4 separate regions of the Gossypium hirsutum genome follow, and all the other regions are linked to region 4. The links are chromatin contacts, called in public Hi-C maps. All regions are on one chromosome and are shown on one strand. Each heading gives the region's core, a stretch centred on a gene start, on an enhancer-like site or on the middle of the called end of the contact. The rest is flanking DNA. Distances are from core to core; before and after follow the strand shown.

Evidence for each region. A called contact is a pair of places that touch in the nucleus more often than the background predicts.
Region 1: a Hi-C map of hypocotyl shows a contact between it and region 4, with 4 times the contacts expected there. The contact joins the promoter of LOC107901583 here to the promoter of LOC107901582 in region 4. A contact is called at or near these places in 15 of 34 Hi-C or Micro-C datasets (anther, callus, fibers and 4 more).
Region 2: a Hi-C map of leaf shows a contact between it and region 4, with 3 times the contacts expected there. The contact joins the enhancer-like site here to the promoter of LOC107901582 in region 4. A contact is called at or near these places in 14 of 34 Hi-C or Micro-C datasets (anther, callus, hypocotyl and 2 more).
Region 3: a contact with region 4 is called in a Hi-C map of leaf, with 3 times the contacts expected there. The contact joins the enhancer-like site here to the promoter of LOC107901582 in region 4. A contact is called at or near these places in 2 of 34 Hi-C or Micro-C datasets (callus and leaf).

The regions. Positions count from the first base shown.
Region 1 is chrD06:22,501,588-22,504,911 of Gossypium_hirsutum_v2.1, forward strand. It overlaps LOC107901583 (bHLH transcription factor RHL1), which reads left to right and starts at 1,966. Exons shown (of 6, transcript XM_016827638.2): 1 at 1,966-2,573; 2 at 2,656-2,883; 3 at 2,954-3,019. The coding sequence starts at 1,983.
Region 2 is chrD06:22,584,136-22,587,142 of Gossypium_hirsutum_v2.1, forward strand. No RefSeq gene overlaps it. Among protein-coding and RNA genes, the nearest start is that of LOC107901584, 31 kb to the left of the region's middle. Within about 2 kb of position 1,361, at least 9 of the 9 cell types and tissues checked have an H3K27ac peak or open chromatin away from gene starts, as enhancers often do. A contact at or near this core is called in hypocotyl and leaf, where this site is marked.
Region 3 is chrD06:22,545,200-22,548,281 of Gossypium_hirsutum_v2.1, forward strand. No RefSeq gene overlaps it. Among protein-coding and RNA genes, the nearest start is that of LOC121218999, 5.5 kb to the left of the region's middle. Within about 2 kb of position 1,567, at least 3 of the 9 cell types and tissues checked have an H3K27ac peak or open chromatin away from gene starts, as enhancers often do. A contact at or near this core is called in leaf, where this site is marked.
Region 4 is chrD06:22,367,827-22,371,146 of Gossypium_hirsutum_v2.1, forward strand. LOC107901582 (40S ribosomal protein S12) reads left to right here and starts at 1,589. Exons shown (of 6, transcript XM_016827636.2): 1 at 1,589-1,685; 2 at 1,792-1,836; 3 at 2,107-2,395; 4 at 3,060-3,125; 5 at 3,312-3,320. The coding sequence starts at 1,829.

The DNA of each region.
Region 1 (3,324 bases), core at 716-3,215, 130 kb after region 4:
ATTCGTTAAAGCGATGATGGATGATGGATGATGGATGATGAGGGATCATAATTATGGGGTGAGAATATTCGAAGTAAGTTATATTTTTGTTTTAGCTTTTGCATTTTCTTTTTTCGTAAACATAAAAAAATTTAACAAATGGAAAGCATAGAAAAACTACGTTAAAAGAGATGGAGAATGTAGAAAAAAAAGGGAGAAACAGAAAAGAATGGAAAATAAAAACAAAAAAATGAAAGTTAAAAGAACATAAAAGAAAAAAAATTAAATTTCTCAAAACGAAAAAAATATGGGGATCAATTATATAATTTAACCTAATTTTTTTGTTTGAAATGATGATTTAATGTACCATGTCAGCTTACTGTTACACCGTTAACGACAATTGACTAAAATATTACAACACATTAACATAAGTAACTAAAACATAACATGTTAAACACAAGTGACTAAAATCTAAGCTGAGGTACAAAAAAAGTGATTATTTTGGTAGTTTACACTTTTTGTATTGGTTTAATATATTTATCATATCGATTTAAAATACTTTATATATTAATATATATTCAATTATTAAATTTTTTTATGTAAAAATAGGTAGAAATTTTAAATTTACATCAAACTTGACATTAATGGTCTACATGAATAGATTATGAAATATAACAGTTGAATAATATATACTATATTAGTGTATCTCTCCCCATAATTATAATAGATTCATTTTTTTTAATTTCCACGTTAACACTTTAATAAAAATAATTAATTAACAGCGTTAATATATTTATATTAACTAATAATAAGCATCAAACTATATTAAATTAAAATATAAACAGTAAAGCATATTTTTTTAACATAGTGGAGGAACTAAAATCATCATTTAAGTTTTGTAATATGATTGGAAATAATTCAAAATATGTTGCTAATAAGATTTGAGATTTAATTTAAAATTAAATCTTTTAAATTTTTAAAAAAAATTGGTATAATCTTTAACATGCTATTTTTTTTTCAGAATTTGTTTACTATAAGATATATTTATTAAGGGGTTTCAAAAAATATATATTTTTATTAATTCTTTTAGGAAGTATTAGATTAAATTTTAAATTATATTGCAGCTTAATACATATTAAACTTATTTAAAATTTAACCATATAATAATTTTTGAAATAAATATATTAAAATACGTGTTTATTTAAAACAACATTAGTGGCAAAAATAATATAATGTAAGCATAAGAGCTTAGATTCGGTCCTAAATAATTTTATTCCTCTTCCCCAATTATCAAAAAATAAAATAAAATCTACTTATATTTTATTTGACTTAACGAGATAATCTCAAAAATTAAAAATACATTTCTAATAAAGTAATTATGAATCAAACATATTAATATAATTTTCTCATAATTTTAATAAAATAACTAAAATTACTCATATATCTTAAATATGGAACTTCATTCAATTACAAAATCCGCCACATATTTTGACTTTACAAATGCTTTCATGTTCATTTAAATGAGCTTTGGCTCACGCGCTTCTAGTGGGTTGTTGGAAAAAGGAGTTTTGGCTTTCAACATCACATAAGTAGATATGAAGAAGGGAAAGCATTGAAATTTCAAAACTCAACAATCTTTAATCCCTAAATTTGAAGGCATTTTCAATTTGGTCCTTATATTCTTTTACACATTAGTTTTAAATTTTGGTAAATTTTATTCTTAATTTTGTATTCTATTAAGATATGGTGATGTGACACATCATCACTTAAATTCTTTCAAAAAAATTGTATAAATTTTAAAATACAAAGATATAATCTCAAAGTGTAATATCATTATTCCTTAACATAATCCAAATTTAGAAAAGTGAAAAATTTTTCAAACTCCAAAGTTTATTGTGGATTAAAAAAATTTAGGGACCAATCTGGAAAAATTGACAAATTCATGTACTAAATATTGCTTTATCCCAACTCCAAAACAATACCAAAACAAAACTACAAAAGCTATGCATACAGAGCTCCTCTCTATATTTAGTAAATCCAAACCCCAAAGCAAAAAGAAAAAAAGAGAAACTCGTCCCTTCATCTTCAATCTCATTCATCATCAAAGCAAAAAAAAACCCCTAATTATGCAGCCTTGTAGTCGTGAAATGCAAGCAATGAACTCTCTCTTAAACCCGACCCAACAAATCCCTCTCCAAGACCTTCAGATCAACGGTAACAGACACCACCATCAACAGATCCACGTCCCATCATCATCGCAGTTCCAGTATCCCACACCCACTTCAACAACCCACCATGACGACAGCTTCTTAGAACAAATACTCTCCTCCACCACGTCCTTCCCGTGGTCCGACGAAACGGGTCCTCCCAACCCCGAGGATAACAATAACGCCGGATTCAACTACGATGACATGGTTCTAGCTTCCAAGCTTCGACAGCATCAAATCAACGGCGGAGCTGCTGGTAACCCTTTTGCCGCTATGAAGATGATGTTGATGATGCAACAACAACAACAGCAACAGCAGATGATGTTAGCGGGAAGACCCACGGTTGCCTCCGCCGCCGCCGGAGGCGGAATCACCACCAATCATCAGGTTCACATTAGCTTTCACTTAGGGTAATATAAATATTGGCATGTATATTAATATGAATGATTTTATATATAATATGTTGCAGGGTGGAGAGGGTTCCATGCAAGCTTTGTATAATGTTTTTGGCGACGGATCTTTGCATGGAACTATGCAGGCGAAAAGCTTTGTGGGGGCTAATTCAGCAACAGAGATGACCCAAAGTCAGGGAAGTGGTCCGACGGCCGGAGAAGCGGTGACGGCGCCGGAAAAGCCTAAACAAAGAGTTAGGGCAAGGAGGGGTCAGGCTACTGACCCGCACAGTATCGCGGAAAGAGTAAGAGAAACATTTCTTAAATCAGTTTTTTTCAAGAAATCAAATGGATTTAAAATGATTTGTTTTGCAGCTACGTAGAGTTAGAATTGCAGAGAGAATGAAAGCTCTTCAAGAACTGGTTCCCAACGCCAACAAGGTACAGTTTCATTTTTTTTTAATGATTAGGAGCTTCAATGGCTCCGGTCACCGGCTCTCATTTGGTCAACTCCATCTTACGCGTAAGCTGGACAGGTGTCGATAGTAGGATAAATAAATCGTCACAGTGCAGTGTCTTTAATATTGCTCTCTGACTCTTTTATTTTAATTATATATAAACCATCCGGTTTTGGGAAAGGCCTAAAGAAACAAATCAATAATTGCAATTAATTAATTTGGTGAAATTATGGCTTAGTCCCTCCATTATGTTCAAATTTACAGATTTTCGCCATTAGCAAGTTTGGT
Region 2 (3,007 bases), core at 111-2,610, 220 kb after region 4:
AGTGATTCTCTTACTGAGGATTCCATCACAAAGAAGGTCTGTTTCAAGGAATCGAACGTGAATCTTAAAGATGTGATGGTTGTGGAGGATTCCAACACAAAGAAGGTCTGTTTCAAGGACTCGGATGTGATTCTTGAAGATGTAATGGTCGTGGAGTCATCACCAACGCCTTTTTTTTCTTGAAAAGATATGCTAGCGGGGAAGGATACTCCTGTGCAAAATAATACAAATAATGGCCACTTCCTTGTTGATAATTTTTCCCTCACTGAGCAGGATGTAAAGAAATTGGTTGTCGATGGTGTTCCTTCAATAGATTTCTCGGAGAGAGTATATCAGCTCTTGGAAAAGGAAATGTCAACCTCTGTAGTTCTCAAGATGCTTGGTCGGAACCTTGGAATCACGACTCTGCATGATAGATTATATGGGACTTGGAAACCATCTAAGCTTTTTCAATTAATGGATATAGAGAATGGTTATTTTCTCGCTAAATTTCAAAGCACTGATGACTATGATAAGATCCTCTCCTAGGGCTCGTGGGTTATTTTCGGTCATTACCTAACCGTTCAACCATGGAAGATCGATTTTAATCCTAGTCTACCTTACCCTAATATGGTTCTCACATGGATTCAGTTTCCTGGTCTTCCTAGCCATTTATATCAAAAACAGATTCTAATAGAGATTGGGGGAATGGTAGGCAAAGTTACTAAATTAGATTTCAACACGGATAGCAAAGCACGGGGTCGTTATGCTCGCATGGCAATTTATGTCAATTTAGGGAGACCTTTAGTTTCTAAAATTCTCATCAATGTAGCCCTCAAAGAATTGAGTATGAGAACCTACCTGTGGTATGCTTTAAGTGTGGCTGTTATGGACACATCAAGGAGAACTGTCCGTCTGTCACACATTCTTCAGAGATGAAAGAGAAGGGAGAGACTTTGGAACAAAACTTTTCAACTTCTGTGGTGGTCGGAGATGGGGATTATGGCCCCTGGATGCTGGTGGAGCGGAGGAGCAGACGCGGCACCTTGGATGAGATCAAAAAAGGTAATAATTCTAAAGGGGAGAAAATTATGGGATCATGATTTCAATTGTTAATAGGTCTGGAGGCGAGTTCAACGGAGGAGGATTTAATTAAGGAAAATTAGAGAGATTTGAAGAAAAAAGGGAAAGCTACATTAAGTGATACCCAAGAGAAATCTTCAACAGGTAAAAAATTTATTTTTAATGGTTCTAAAAAAGTGAATTTGGGCCTGTCGGTGGGAAAGCTTCTTAATGGTCAGGCCTGTGACCCTAAAACCAATACTCTCTTAAAGGATCATAATAAGGTTGGGCTCAAGTTGGGCTTGGTCCCACAGGTTCCTTCAGCTGCTAATCAGCAGGCTCCTTTGGATATTCAGCAGGCCTCTAGCAGTTTTGATTTTGGACAGTAGTAAGAGACCCAAGTTTCGAAGGAGGCTAGAACAGATCTTTCAAAGCTTTCTAGTGTCATGCACGTTTCACTACCCAGTGTTGGAGAAAATAATCAGTCCCTAAATTGAAGTATTTCTGACTCCTTTTGTCTTTTAGTTTTAAATTCACAGAATGGTTTTGTTGCAGACCACGTGAAGATGTACACTCCTATTTCAATCCAAAAACAAGCAGAACATGTAGTGCACTTTAATCCTATATTTGAGGAGAGTTCGTTTGTTAATGTGGAGGTAAAGGAAGGAGTGTTGGAGGCCAAAAACAATTCGGCAGTGGTTTTAAAAAAGAGAAGCATTCTGGAGCCTGTTAGAGAGGAGATAGGGGGTAGTATTTGTCCGACTGAAATTAAATTTCCTAGAGTGGTCTTGAAGGGACAAAATACAAATGCTAAAGTAACTAGCTCTAAAGAAGGGTGGAAACTCAATAAAACCTTAAAGGGATTGAGTAATCGTTTCAAGAACTCTGAAAATACCCGGGTTTATTTTGTTGATTCTATGAAGAGGGCAGCAGAGCTTATTGCATCTGAGATTGATGAAAATTCTGCTAAAGATTTATCGCAGAGAAAAGGAGAGAGAGAGGAGTTTTCTTCTACTGGCCACCATTAAGAGAAACTATTTTCTTTCTTTTTAATATGAATTTGTCTATTTTATCTTGGAATGTGTAGGGGTGTGCGTCTAATAAATTTTTACAAGTTTTTTGTAAGTATAATAATCAGTACAAGCGTAATATTATTAGCCTTCTTAAGCCAAGAATCAGCGGGGTTAAAACTAACACAATTTGAAGGTGGTTGGTAACTATCTTCAATTCATCCTGGCTTGTATTTGTTATAAATTGTATTTTCATATGATATTTATTACTTTTGTTGATGGGAGCCTTGATAAACAGAAAAGGAAAATTTTGTGGAAAGATTTAAGTCGCTCAGTCCCACGTGAGTATGTTCCTTGGATGGCCATTGGAGAATTTAACGCTATCCTATCATCAGAAGATAAAAAAGATGGTTATGACAAAGGTCGCAGATGCTAGTCTTTTGGCAAAGTTATGGACAAAGCTCATTTGCACGACCTGGGTTTTCAGGGTCCCCCGTTCACGTGGCATCGTGGTAATCTTTCTGAAAGACTTGATAGGGTTGTGGGAAATGACGCTTGGATGGAAGCCTTCCGCAACTGTTTGATTACCCATTTTCCCAGAATTAAATCTGATCATCGTCCACTGCTCTTGAATTTTTGTTATGATGTTAGTTGTGCTCCTAATCGTCCCTTCTAATTTTTAGCTGGCTGGCTGCATCACCAAAATTTCTCTGGATTTGTTATGAATAATTGGAGCTTCAATGGCAATATAACAAGTACAATTGCTACGTTTACGGATAAGCTTAAAATGTAGAACAAATGTGTTTATGGTCATATAAGTCAATGGAAGAGGCAGTTAATGTACAAGCTTGCTAAGATACACCATGCTTTGGATCTCTTGGGGTCTAATTGTCTTTTTCAGCAAGAAGTGATCATTTGAGCTTGAAAATATTCTCCACCATGAGGAGATACTCTGG
Region 3 (3,082 bases), core at 317-2,816, 180 kb after region 4:
GGTGAGCTTCAAGGCTAACTTTTCTTTTATTGCAACAAACTGCGTCAAATTGGCAAAAATATGTCAAATTAGCATATAAATAAGTAAGATCACAAATTTATCTTTAATTTTGTCCTACTTTAACTACAAAATTTGTTGTTAAAATACTCATAATTTTCATGAATTATAAGTCAGAAGGTGCTATAAATGTCTATATAATTTTGAGTTATTAGGCTAGCGTTGCCACGTCAACAAAAAAGTAACGGCATTAGGCTCGAGTATCAATATAATTGATGGAAAAAAAGTTTGGATATCGATCTAGGATAGAAAAATCCATAAGTACCAATCTAGGATAAGTGGATAAGTTCGGGTATCAATTTTATATTTAACCATAATAATAATAACAATAACATGTGAAAATAAGTATGCGTTACATTTGAGTAAATCAAATTTATATATTCAATATATTATAATATTAATGAATTTGAGTTTATATATTTCGTATAGGGTTAATGTACCATTTGGTACCTGAGTTTGGCTACAAGCTTTAATTTGATAGTTAAATCAAATGACATCATATGACCCAATAAATATTGTGCTCTAGGAAAAAAAATTAGTACTTTAATTGGGACAAAGAAAAAAACTCAGATACCAAATTAAACATTGAAGTCAAACTTATATACCAAATTGGGACCAAGAAACCCTTAAGTATCAAATTGAAAAAAAATCATGTATCAAACTAGTGTAAGATAGAGTTTACAACCCCTGGTCATGTGAGATGCATGCAAGAATCTAGCTTGCTGCCAGTGGCCACAAATTTTAGGGATCGTAAGTTTTCCCATATTATGAATGAAGCTCTCTAAAACACGATCATTCGCCTTTTTTACACAATAAAAAAATCAAATAAAAAAAAGTAAATTTAACATAATTTAAAATAATGAAATTTAAAGTTTCGTCTTATTGTTGTTGTTTGGGCTGTGGAAATATGCTTGTCGTCAAAGCGGACTAGAGAGGTGGTCATTCGTAAGAAGTCAATTTGAAACGAGATAATTAAAAAATATATTTTTAAATGAAAATATCGAAAAATTTAAAACGAGGGAGTTTGAGAGAAGGATGTGAATAAAAAAATTGAGGGTATTTATAGGGTAAAAAATTTATTGTTGGGAGTTTTAATTGTTTTTACCATTGGTGCAACAACGTTCAAAAAGTCATTGATTTTTACTGTTGGGGGAAAGCGCGGCTAGCTGGACAAGTTTTCCTACCACTTAGCCAAAAAGTATGGTTAACTAAACGCGCTTTTCTTTTCTCTCTCCAAAATCGACATATTTTCTTAAATAAAATAAAAACCCAAAAATCTAATTAAAGAAATTCGAGATATAAACCTAATTTTTCCCGTGAAAGAAACCTAATATATAAAACATATCTTTTATCTAATTTAATAAATTTAAAAAAATATATATTTGAACATCAATGATAAAATTTGAATGGAGTGAGGAAGTAGAAAAGACAAGTTGACGTGTTAGAGAAGTCGAATGTTTGGGGTTTAAAATGAAGTGTGGACAAAAAAGACACGGAATGGAAGGGCCAAACCCATGTGCCTCGAAAGTGGATCTTTAGTCACCATTTTGTCCGCTCAAAAGTGGATCTTTCTATCCTCACTTACGGTTGAATTTATTTAATTGAATGAAAAATCAATTAAGTGGATTAAAATATTTATTTATGTATATATTATTTGTTTATTAAATTTATTTTATTTTTTAAACATTTTATTTGATTGGGGCAACATTCAGACATCAACTTCCAAGATTAAAAGCTGGCACCCAACACAACTTTGCTGTTTAACGTTAACTATTTTGTCTTGTACACCAACTTATACAATCCCTATATTTTAATTTTAAAGAAAAGTAAAACAACTTTTTAATCCTCATTATTTACAGTTTCTTTTATCAAATTAGTCATTATTCTTTAAAGTACATAAATAACTACAAAAAATGTTTTACAAATTAAAATTTATTCCTTATTTCCTATAAAATATAAAAAAATTTCAATAATATAAAAATTTAAAAATTTTAAAAATTTGTTATTTACTCCATAAATAGTGATAAGGTAGTTTGAACAACCTTTTCTTATTTTAAATCATATTAACTTTGAATTGGTCTAAATTAAATTTAATATAATCATTTTTTTCAAAATACACTATATTAAAAGAATTTTATATAAAAATGGATCCGATTTTGAAAAAATACAAAAGTAATAAATTATTTTTTAAAATTTTTATTTATTGTATTTTGATCAACAAAATTACACAATATGTTTAAATTAAATTTGAATCGATTTAGAGTTTGCATCATATTTAAAATTTATTTTACACTAATATTTCATATACTTTATAATTAAATATAATTAAAATAATTATATATAAACTATTTGAATTAAATTAAAAATAATTGCTCAAATATGATTTAATATGGGCCTTATTACTATTAGAAGTACTCATGAGCAATATTAGACCAAGGCCTGATTTCAAAAAAAAAAAGCTTCGAGTTCATTTCATCCAAATGGACATTTTTCTATTTTAAAATAATAACAAATTATTTTATATTTAAATTTAATTATATAAAATTAATATTGCTATAATTTTTATATTTTTATTATTTTAGACAATAAAACCGACCATGCCAGCCTAAGGTTAAAAATATAAGCCCAAGACCATCTGAAAATGAGTTGGGCTGATCGAGTTGGTTAGATTACATAGCTCATAAACACTTCATATTATCATTTAAGGAGTAAATAGCATGTTCTTTGAAATTTTGGTTTTTTTTATTATATTTTTAATAAATTTAATTTTTTTACAATTAAAGAGTCATGTTCTTTTCATAATTTTTGAATTTTTTTTAAAAATTATATTTTTTTAAATTTTTTATGTTTTAATTAAAATATGAAACAAATATTTAAAATTTTTATGTAGTTTTAAAGGATAAAGACCAAATTAAAAAAAATTGTAAACGTTGAAGGCTAAAAAAGTTTTTTTTTACATAATTTTAATGGCAAAATTAGATAGAGGGATCGAGAGCGCCACCAGTCCCCCTAAAATGGGAAAATA
Region 4 (3,320 bases), core at 339-2,838:
TAAACTACACCATAAGTCCTTGTATTATGTGTAAATTATAAATTTAATTTATTTCTTTTTAATCTTTATACTTTTGAAATTTTAATTCTAATCAAAATTAAGTTATCAAATCATTATGTTGACTCTTGTTATTTCCAAGGTCTTATACGACAAATATAGTGTTGAAGTGATGGATGCAATGCCCACCAAATGTGATAGATGCAGTATTGTTATTAATTGTTAAGAAGACATAATGTTTGAGTGGTAGTGATGGATGCAGTGCCTACCAAAGGTGACACTGCGAAAAGAACAACAAAAACAAAAAACAGAATAAATTGTTTATGCAAATCGATTTTCCTATGTTTGCGAAGTCTAGCTCAATGAGTAAATTCACTATCTTGCAACCAAATACAATAAGTGGTTTAAGTTCTATCACACCTTGGTATAACAACGTTTCTTTTGTACTTAAAAGTATAAATCAATCACTTCTTTCACTAAAAACGTGAAAACTTAGACTGCAAAACCACGCAACTAAATTGTTTTACTCTCTTAATGCACTCACTAGAATATGTTCCTCAATGAACATAAAGTGTTATTAACTCTCAATACAAAACCTATACAAGTCACTTCAAATATATAAGAGTTTGAGACTAACTATCATACTAGATCTAATTCAATCAATTCCATTACAAAATTGCAGGTAAAATAACATACATATATATATATATATGGTATGATAATTAAGTTCAAGATAAGTAGGATTAATTGAGATAAGTCTTTAATGCAGTCTTGATATGACCTCCATAATTCAAGGAATTTAATTGCTTCATCTGATCCAATCCTTAAGATATGTTGCTTCAAATGGATATATCTTCATAGAAGGACTATCATATTTCTACAATATTAGCATGATTCACATTCAAAATTTTTGTTTCAAAAATTGCCAACTTCAAACATTGAAAGTTATAAAGTCTGTCGCAGTGTTAGCTCAATGACCACTTCCATTAACATCGCACGAGCCACTTCAAGTATACTTGCCTCAAAAAATATTATTACATGTGTCATGTCATTTAAACTTGTTATTTCTACATATTACTCATAAAAAAATTAATTGATAGAGTTAATGATTACCGTTTTATGTTAAGATTGAGAATTCAAAATTTAAAATGTATGAGGACTAAAAATGAACAATATTGGAGAAAATGGGCTAAACCTACAAACTTTATGCATTAATAGAAGAATTTAACCAAAGGAATTTAAATGTTAGTATCTAAATCAAGATTGGAATTTTAAAATTCAAAAAATACAAAGACTAAAATTAACAATTTAAAAGTACAAATACTAAATCAACTACTTACAGATACATGATTAATAGCAAAAATTAACCAAAAAGATATAATTGCTACTATTTGGATTGTGATTAAAATTTTAAAATTCAAAAATATAGTAACTAAATTTAACTAATTTAAAAAGTATAATAATTAAATCCATATCTTACACATAATATAAGGACTAATAACAGAATTTCACCTAAGAAAAAACCCAATAGAATTTAGCGCATTACAAAGCCCAATTAAAAGAGAGGAGCCCAAAGGACCCAATTAAAAGATTGAAAGAAATAGGGCTTCGTTTATAAGAATCCCTTCTCTATTATTGCTAAAACCCTTCGCCATTCCTTCGCCACCCAGCTGCTGCAAATCTCTCTCGTGGGTTCGCCGCTCTTCATATTTCTGTTCTTTAGCTTTCGCTGTTTTTAGATTAGCCAAAAGATCCGGTTCCATTAACGCTTTCTTTTTCTTCTTCTTTTACCAGGAAACAATACCTCCGGTTCCAACTTCAGCTCAAAAATATGTCAGGGTAAGCAACAATTTATCCCTTTTTTAAGGTTTCAAGGCCGTTTTCAGTACACTATCACATAAATTTAAATCTTTTTGTTGGGTTTGTTCTGATTTCTCCATATGAAATTCGAATTGCTTTGCATTCTCATTATATACCCTTTGGGTTTGTTTGAATTGTTTATTTTATTTCAGATATTATTATTATTCGGAAGTTTTATCATGATTAGGGATAACTTTTTATTTTTATTTTAATGTATTTATGTTGTGTTCGTGCTGTTTGCTCTTGCAGGGAAGAAGTTGCGGTTGCCCAACCCGAGGCGGCGCCTGCACTCGGTGAGCCAATGGACATCAACACAGCCTTGCCCCTTGTGGTTAGGAAGTCACGAGCTCACGGTGGGCTCGCACGGGGATTACATGAAGCTGCTAAGGCAATTGAAAAGCACAATGCACATCTTTGCGTTATAGCTGATGACTGTGACCAGCCGGATTATGTTAAGCTGGTCAAGGCACTTTGTGCTGATCATAATGTTAAAGTGCTACGTGCCCCGAGCGCAAAATCACTTGGCGAGTGGGCTGGTGTAAGTGGCATTTTGTTGCTTGTTTATGTTTGAATTATTTCCTTGTGATCAGAACATGCTGAGGGTGCTGAACTGATACTGCTTGTTCATTATATGTTGAGTAGTTATTAGTTTTTGGAGACATTAAGTTAGAAAGCCAAATTGAAAGGGACTACTATTTCTGTAAATGCCGGTATTGTCATGGCACGATTGCATCTTGTGCCTTAGCACTAGACAACAACAGCTTCTTAGGTCCTTTGTGGCAAGTGCCATTTGATTAGGCACCTGCCCGATGTGCCTAGGTGTGCTTTTTTGCAAGGCAATAGGCATAAAATATAAGCTTGTCTGATTGAAGTCCATTTAAATTTCCTTTATTTTTCAAATTTTCAATAGATTATCTTTACTAGTAAGAAAGGGTCAGTACTAAATTTTCTCCTTCTCAATATTTGAATATTCGACAATAGGCATGGACCATAAGAAAATCATGCATATTGAGCAATAAAAAAAGTTGCTGTTTTGTATATATTTATATACAAAACACACATGCATATGTAATGCACTTCAGTCACACTAGCACTCTTTTTGGCACCTTGTGCCCGAGGTAGTATAAGGGTTGTAGCTCCTAAAGTGTGCCTTGCACCCTTGAAAATTGGTAAATGCTGATTGTGTTCATCTGTACATGCAGTTGTGTAAGATAGACTCTGAGGGTAAAGCACGAAAGGTAGTTGGTTGTTCCTGCGTAGTTGTGAAGGTATGAGCATGTACCTGGGAGTACAATCTAGTTTTGCTTAAAGAAATATTTGTCTAATCAAATTCATTCTTTCTTCTAACCTTATTTTCCATTTTAAATCATTTCTATTGTCGAGCAATATTTAGAAAACTTGAGTACATGTTCTTGACTCATTATTGTTGGGATCTATGGTTCTTTCTTCTGCAGGATTATGGT